3 separate regions of the Zea mays genome follow, and regions 1 and 3 are each linked to region 2. Evidence: chromatin contacts called from public Hi-C data. All regions are on one chromosome and are shown on one strand. Each heading gives the region's core, a stretch centred on a gene start, on an enhancer-like site or on the middle of the called end of the contact. The rest is flanking DNA. Distances are from core to core; before and after follow the strand shown. Region 1 holds the start of LOC100285848. Region 2 holds the start of LOC101027215 (reticulon-like protein B1). Region 3 holds the start of LOC103634995 (pathogenesis-related genes transcriptional activator PTI6).

Region 1 (2,700 bases), core at 154-2,653, 570 kb after region 2:
CTAGAGAGTTGCCATGAGTAAGTACCATCGGTCATAGAGTGAACTCTTAGTCTCCAATTTTTAATTTTAACTTTTGTTGAAAAAGCTATTCTTATTTTTATTCATACACACTTAAATTCATATTGTCTCAGGTACGTCTAACTTGACGCCAATATAATGTGGTCATGCTCGTGCACGCATGTGTTTTATTCGTCGCCAACATGAGCATCTTGAAGGATTTCTAGAAGATTTACTTGTATAGCTTAGTCTCTAAATTTTACTTTTAACTTTTTCTGAAAGCTATTCTTATTTTTATTCCTACACACTTAAATTCAAATTGTGATTCATGTTGCTGAGGTACGTGTACGTCTAACTTGACGTCAATGTGGTCATGCTCGTGCACATATGTGTTTGATTTGTCACCAACATGAGCATCTTGAAGTGTTTCTAGAAGATATAGTTGTAGACGTTTAGTCTCCATTATTTAATTTTTAACCTTTTTAAAATATATTCTTATTCCTACACACTTAAATTCATATTCATATTGTGACTCAAGTGTTGAGGTGCTTGATGTGACGTGTAAGAGACATACTCTCTATTTTTCCTAGTTAATATAAATAGAGGGTTTTTAAAAAAATAAATACGCTCCAACAACTTATTTAAATGGTTATCAAATATAGATGTCTTATATTCCAGGTTTTCTAACTAGCCAAAGATAGAAAGCACAATGACTCTTTACAGTATAAACAAGATATAGAATGCTTGTTGGAGATTGGAAAGATATAAAAAGTGGTTTTATTTAAATAACTCTCCAAACTATAATTTAGAGAGTGAAATTTAGAAGAAGAAAAAAACCCTTGGAGGTACTCTAACCTGGCGCTGTGCACAATGTGTTTCGTTTGTTCCCGGTACACAACTCGTTGGTGCCTAAATAAATCGCAACATATCATGCGCAATCGCTACATTCCGTGCAAACATTTGTTGTGGAGCGTCCATCTGTATCGCGTGGTTGTCCGTTAACGTGAGAAAATTTTGTAAAAAACGCTCGCGGGTCCATACTGTTTTGCATGTAAGTGGGGTTAAGTGCAAAACAGTATAGGTCGTTGGGCGTTATTTTTTGCAAAATTTTCTCACGTTCACGTACATCTACACGATATGGATGCACACAGCACACTCCATATAGCAAACGTTTTCATGGTTACACCGAATGAAGCGTGTATGCACACGATTTGTTGCCTAAATAAATAGCCAGTGTTAAACCGCAAGATGTAGCAGTCAATTTCATGGTTACCGAATTTACAGACAACAACAATTCGAACGTGTTTTATTTATACTCGTGAAAGGAACGGATCGGAGGCGCTAGCGCTAGCGTGGCCGGTTTCCTCGGCGCATGCCAACGGCCAAAGCGAAGCAGCCAGCCACACACAAATACCGCATGCCGTTGCCGCAATTCATGGGCACAGCGACCTCTCGTCTCCTCTCCATCTAGACACCACTTTCTTCTCTCCGCCTCAGGCGGCGCGCGCGCGGCTAGCTTCCCGGCCTCCCAGCAACATCCCGCCACCACTTCCTCCTCCTCCTCCGCTCTCTCCGGCCGCGCGCGCCGACGTTTTTTTTTTTCCAACGGAGGCCGCCGCGCGCTGCCTTTAGTTTCGGACCCATCCATCCATACATAGCCAACATCACCTATAGCAGGCGGAGGGACGGAGGACCGTCCGTCTCGTTCACTCCGCGCCGCGCGTGGCCCGATCCAGCCCGGCCCTCGGATGGTCGCCGCTGGCACGTACAGCGACGACACCAGCGGCGGCGGGTGCGGGTCCATGGAGTTCTGGCCGGAGTTCCTGGCCTCCAGCGGCGGGCGCGAGTTCGTGGCCGGCGGGGTGGGCGGCATGGCGGGCGTGCTGGCGGGCCACCCGCTCGACACGCTCCGCATCCGCCTCCAGCAGCCGCCCGCCGCGGGCGCACCACGCCGCCGCGACGCGCACCCCTCAGCCCCGCGCCTCCTACGCGGCATCCTCCGCGCCGAGGGCCCCTGCGCGCTCTACCGCGGCATGGCCGCGCCGCTCGCCTCCGTCGCCTTCCAGGTCAGTCGGCCCTTCTTCCACGTCGCCGCGCTTCTGTTCCTTCTCACGCGGTCACGCCGCGTGCGATCCGGACGGGCGGGTCACGGATCCCAGGGCCTCGGACGGACGCCGTGGATCCTTTCGATACGTCTTCCTTTTCCCCTTTGTCTCCAAGGATTGCTTACTTTTTAGTAAAAGGCGATCGCTTTCAAAGATGACATTTTTATTTGCTCCACAAAAGCACATGCGCTACACCACTCGCTACCGATCGAGTTTAGCCATCGGGCGACGGCACTACCTTTTCTTGCCTTGTCTGTCTCTTTGTGCACTCGCGAACACAAGCAGCCAGCAAGCTCCAGAGATAGATAGCTAGACGTGTCGAAATGGTCATCTCATTTTCGGCCGAGTGGGTTACCAGACGAACAGCAGGAAATACCTGCATCTGGCAGAATCAGTGGGCAGTGTGGGCACGACACATGTTTGGGTTGAATCTCTGGCGAAATGCTGCGGCGCTGCAGGCGCTCACATGGCATGCTTCGGCTTCACATGGCCTCCTTTCGCCGTGCTCTCTCACCAGTCTGCCACGCGCGCTATGGTGGTGTCAATTGTCATGTCCCATGCTAGCTAACGAAAATGCTCGCTGTTGCTGTCTGTGTTT
Region 2 (2,700 bases), core at 44-2,543:
AGTAAGGTAGGTAAAATGACAGACGATCAGGTATTTAGGTCTCAGTGTCTCACAATTGACATTACACCAATCAAGTCTATCAATCATCAAGCTTAAGGCAGGAGAATATCAGCTCTAGACACAAACCGATGATGCTTGTTGTCATTTGGTTACATTAAAGGCATATAATCAGGCACAACAACACGCGCAAGCATCACAGTCTCCCTAAACGAAAACCTTTCATTTCAGAGTAGATAAGGTAGTATCAAACAGCTCTAACGAAAAGACATTTACTGAGATAAACATAACATGAAGGCTACCAGATATTTCTTTTGCAAACAAACTTCAAATCTCCACGGTTTCATAATCTTAATTCAAAGCAACCAAAAGGGCCCTTCAGCATTGATCCATAGACAAATATATATATCGGCTCTGATATGCGCTTGCAGATAATAGGTTCCGACTATGGTAAACACGAGAGACCAGATGTATTCAAAAGTTTAATAGCAGTATGGCAGTTACAGAAACGCCACCAGCATTCGTGTGGGGTGTGGTAGACCAGACACTGCAAAGATACTGTATGCCTCAGCTCAGACGAGCTTGGCAGTGAATAATAGCATTCACAGGCACAGCATGCAGATCGGATAAGTACCGGCGTGCAGTGACTTGCATTGGTCAGATTTGAAGCAAGCATAGAGTAACCAAGCAGACTAGTCGCCTACATTTGCCGGGATCAGGTAAGACCCCAATCTGCGGGACTGCACTGACCGATCTAAAGGACCGGTTCCTTCCTAAAGCCCTAGCTAGTCCCATCCCATAAAACGTAAGCGATCAGATCTAGTAGTCCGCAACCCACCCAAGCACCTCAGCAGATCCGATCTAGCGATTTCAAGCCAAAAGCAAGCACCAACCGGAGCGTGGGAGTGGGAAACAGAGCCATACGCTTGCCTCCACCAAGCGCCTTGTGGATGGGCTGCTCGCGGCCGAAGAGGCGGAACACCTTGGCCTTGGCCTCGGCGGCCGCCGTGGCGGTGGAGTCGGAGAATGAGGGCTGCTTGACCTCGTCGGTGGGCGGCGCCGAGGGGTGGGGCGGCTCGTCTCTGTCGGAGTCCGAGGACGAGGAGTCGCCCTTGCCGCCGCCGACGTGGAGCTTGTCGGCGAGCTTCTCCATCAGGGACTCGTGCTTGGGGCTCGCGCCGCCTTCCTGCGGCTGCTCCGCCATGCTGGAACTGGAACGGAACGAACGGGATTGGAAGAAACCCTCGCGGTGATTGCTGCGGGGGACACGACACGGGAAAGGCGGAGGAGAGGTCTGGTCGCGCTGCGAATTTGTAGGCGCGCAAGGGGTTTGCAGCTGATGGGGGACATCGAGAACGTCAGATTTGGATTGGACGGTCGAAATGGAAGGCGGGCTGGACGCCTGGACGCCGGAGTGGTACGTGGAAAGGTAGACGGAATCAACGTGGAAGGGGGCATGCCATGCCAATACCAATCACAGCACCTCACATTTACTCTCGACTGTATAGTTACAATATTAGATTGTTCGTGCGTTGTGACGGCTCACAACAATACTTATATAAATTATCCATAAAAAAATCTCAAGATTTTTTATTGATTGTCTCCACTTTCCGTATAATATTTTTTATTTAGCTAACTGATGTTGTTGTTTACTTCATCTAATATATGTTGGTACAACACGGCCAATAAAGAGAGCGATTAGAAGAAAGTTCATAACGACTGACTGAACAAATAGAGATTATAAAATGACATAATTCCACCATACAGAGATCAAATAAGAGTAAATTTGTGAGCTCAAGTTTCTAAAATAAGTCATATGACCTCAAATTTATAAAAAAGATAGATCAAAATATGGAGTGGTTCCTAAAGTCAGGCATCAATAAAAACTGGATGCGCTCCAAACAAATTATGATACTTCGTAGCAATTACTAACGTTTAAAACCAACAAATAACTTTTCCTTTTACTGTTAGAGCATCTCCAAGAGACTAGCTAAATAGCTCGTCAAGGTAAATTTTAGCTATTCGACAACAAAATAACTCTCCAGCAGACTAGCTATCTGGCTCGTCAAGCTATCCGACTCTCCAAATTAGCTCTCTCACTAGCTAAATTTGGCTAGCCACCTGACTAGCCAAACTAGATAGATAATCTGTTGGAGTGGAGATGCTACAAATAGAGTGTAATCTTTATGATAAGGTAAATAGAGAGTAAAAAATGAAGAGTCTTTTGGAGATGCTCTTAGCGTGACAAATCATTGCTGCTCCATCCAATTCAGCAACCTCAAACACCATGGAGTCAATTGCGCCAATGTGGTCTCAGAAACGACCTAATACATGCAAGATCCAAGAACACAAGGGACGAGCACCCTGTGGTAGTGCTCACATGGATCTCCAAATCCTAACACATATTTTGCAGGATCCATGAGCCATCATAAGAAGAACACAAACCACATGCAGACAATAAATAAAGTATTAACATACCCAAATTATGCTCAGACCTTAGTACAACAAAAAAACTAACGCCCAAAACAACAGAGGAACAACACAATAATTTTTGCAATGATAGAAGTATGGGTGACTCGTACATAGAAGTGGTAGAAGCATACCGAGTCGACACCGTGGTAAGGGAAAGGATATTTAGAAAAGCGATGTCGAGCCATCAAACGGGTACCATAGGCAACAAATCAGGGACCCCTCATCCCTCAC
Region 3 (2,736 bases), core at 23-2,522, 790 kb after region 2:
CGGGAGCACCGCCCCCAGAGACGCCGCGGCCGTCGCCTCCTCCTCCTCCTTTGCCGCCCGCTCCAGGTGGATCTCCTGCACGTAGCGCTTCACCCTCCTGCGCGCGGCCTTCTTTTCCTCCTCCTCCTCCGCTTCGTCGCCGGACGAGTCGGTCGCGTCGTAGTCGTCGCAGAAGACCCGCACCGTCCTGGGCCCCGCGACGGCGGCGCGCCCCGCAGCCACGACCACCGCCCGGGAGGTGACGTCGACGTGCTCCGTCCGCCTCACCGTCACGAACACCTCCTCTTCCTCCATGGGCCACATCACTCCGCTCGCATTTGACTTGCCGCCAAGCTAAACCCCTCAAGAAACCTCCGAACCAACTTTCGTGCGCTCGCTGCCGCCGTTGTTGGCTGACAACTCCACTTTTTATAGCATCCCTTCCCCGAGCCCATTTCGGGAAATCATTTTCTTTTTCTTTGCTGCCCGTTTAACCGCAGGCAGCCAGGCACCAAACGAACGAAGAAACAGACCGTTTGCTTTCCCCACCCCCACAGAGGCCGCAGGACCCACCTGTAGGTGATAGCAGAGCCGGGTATCCAATGGCACCGGGCCGTATCCCCGCCGGTCCCACCAGAAAGCGACGGGGACATCCTAGAGGCGGCGGCGGCGGCCGACGTGTCGCTCCAGCCCCGCCGCATCCGCTGCGTGCGTGGCGGCCCCACGTGTCAGGGACCGACACGTGAGCCGGCTTTTTTTTTCGTGGCGGCAAAGGCCGCGTGGCCTCTGTGGCGTCGTTCTTTCTCCTCTCCTTTTTTTTTGCACCGCGGCCACTCCTGTCTGCCCGCCCACGCAGTCACGCCCAGTGATCGAGGGGACGTGCAGTAATTTGGTTAGTTCGCGAGGAGTGGTGATGTCACGCGCGTGGATGATGATGATGACCTGATATTTTCAGTTTCGGTCCGTCTCCCTCCGGCGGCTGCTTGCGTGCCAAGGCAAAGGGAGCCAAGTAGCCAACACGCCCACCTACCCCGGGGCCCGGGCTGTGACCTTTTTCGTTTTTCCCCTCCCTCCGAATTTGAAACGGGATGCAGTATTTTTTTTTGGCTTGCAAGCTTAGAAATGGCTTAGTAGTCATCAATATAGATCTAAGATTTATTTATGTCGAGTTTTGTCTGTTACCTTGCTGACTATGATGCTAATGATAAGACCATTTGTTTCTCGTCAAAATTATATAAGTTAGATTATAATCGAAGGGTATAAAATAAAATATCACTGTTGAGCGCCATATTGAGCGGCCGGACGGTCCGCGGTCCAGACAGTCCGCGCCTGTGGGCCGGACGGTCCGCGCATGCGCAGAGCAGTTTAGGGTTCCGAGTTTTGTGCTATGTTTGTTGGCTAGATTTGCGGAATTAACCCGAAATCCAGTCGTGTAAAGGGTCCAGCCCCCCTCCTCTATATAAAGAGAGGTCTACGGCCGATTTGGAATCAACAATCGAATCAATACAACTTCTATTCGCATTTATTTCCAGTACAATTAGGAGTAGTTCTAGTCTAGTTCTAGTTTAGCCTCTCGATCCCCAAATTCTCCGCCTCTCCTCGACTCTACGTCGATTAGAGGAGTCTAGGTCGGCCGGCCCGAGCCTAGACAACCCCTAGGATCTCTCCTCCCCGACGGGGTCCCTCCCGGGAGCGAGATCCAGGCGCCGCCGGCGATCTTCCGCCGCCCCTGCACACGCGCGGACCGTCCGGCCCCAGGGCGCGGACCGTCCGGACGTCAGGCAAGAAAACCTAGCCCCTGCGCCAGGTCGCGGACCGTCCGGCCCTAGGCCGCGGACCGTCCGCGCCTGACCAGAGAGCACCGCCGCCGGTTCTTCTTGAGTATTTGGCGCTCCGAAAAGGCGTCAACATACTTTTTGGCGACTCCGCTGGGGACGACATATCTAAGCTCATCAAATCGGCCCTCAATGGCCGGTTCAAGGGATAGCTCTGATATTTCTCCAAGCAACATCATAGAGCCGACTTGGGAAACCTTGCCGGCTGACGAGCAGCTCCAGTTCGAGGAGCACAAGGAGCGGATGATCCAGGAGGCGAAAGCAAAGTTCTTGGCCAACTTCAAAGTGGACAGGAACAACAAGGTCGTCCGACATCGGGCGACGGATCCGGCTTCGCTCCAACCCACGCCAGATATCCCCAATGTAAGTAATACCAACGATCTGCAATCTCTTAGAAATTATGTAGAAGATCAGCGTGAACAAATGCAGAACATCATAGGGGGTATGCAAAGCGATCTTAAGAGACTAGTGCGTGCATTTGATAAATCTAGTATCACAAATTTTCCTTCGCACGAGGTTGAGTTAGGAGGTAACACGCGTAACACATCGGCTACAGGTTGTCACGACCAGTCACAACCCCTTTATGGGATGCCGATGGGCACATACCCTGAGCAACCGCAAATCGGCAGCAAATCAGTCGATCTGCACATGCCCGGACCGTCCGCACGTTAGCGCGGACCGTCCGGACCAACAACAGTCGGGCCGATTTTTAATGAGTTACCTAGATATGCGCCCGAACCACCACACACGACACAGAATCTAAACTACCCAGTCGGACCGTCCGCGTACAACAACGGACGGTCCGCACATAATCACGGACGGTCCGGGCCAATGTTCGGACAGTCCGCACATGACCTTTTTGAGGAGGATTGTTACCGGAATCCTCACCCGTCCCAGCAGCACTTCCCATCGCACTATACAA

What was found. A called contact is a pair of places that touch in the nucleus more often than the background predicts.
Region 1: a Hi-C map of ear shows a contact between it and region 2, with 2.5 times the contacts expected there. The contact joins the promoter of LOC100285848 here to the promoter of LOC101027215 in region 2. A contact is called at or near these places in 4 of 25 Hi-C or Micro-C datasets (bundle sheath, ear, leaf mesophyll and 1 more).
Region 3: a Hi-C map of ear shows a contact between it and region 2, with 3 times the contacts expected there. The contact joins the promoter of LOC103634995 here to the promoter of LOC101027215 in region 2. A contact is called at or near these places in 3 of 25 Hi-C or Micro-C datasets (bundle sheath, ear and tassel).

What each region holds. Positions count from the first base shown.
Region 1 is chr8:27,827,490-27,830,189 of Zm-B73-REFERENCE-NAM-5.0, reverse strand. LOC100285848 reads left to right here and starts at 1,403. Exons shown (of 2, transcript NM_001372341.1): 1 at 1,403-2,063. The coding sequence starts at 1,746.
Region 2 is chr8:28,398,111-28,400,810 of Zm-B73-REFERENCE-NAM-5.0, reverse strand. It overlaps LOC101027215 (reticulon-like protein B1), which reads right to left and starts at 1,293. Exons shown (of 5, transcript NM_001346553.1): 1 at 922-1,293. The coding sequence starts at 1,201.
Region 3 is chr8:27,610,119-27,612,854 of Zm-B73-REFERENCE-NAM-5.0, reverse strand. LOC103634995 (pathogenesis-related genes transcriptional activator PTI6) reads right to left here and starts at 1,272. Exons shown (of 1, transcript XM_008657568.4): 1 at 1-1,272. The coding sequence starts at 303.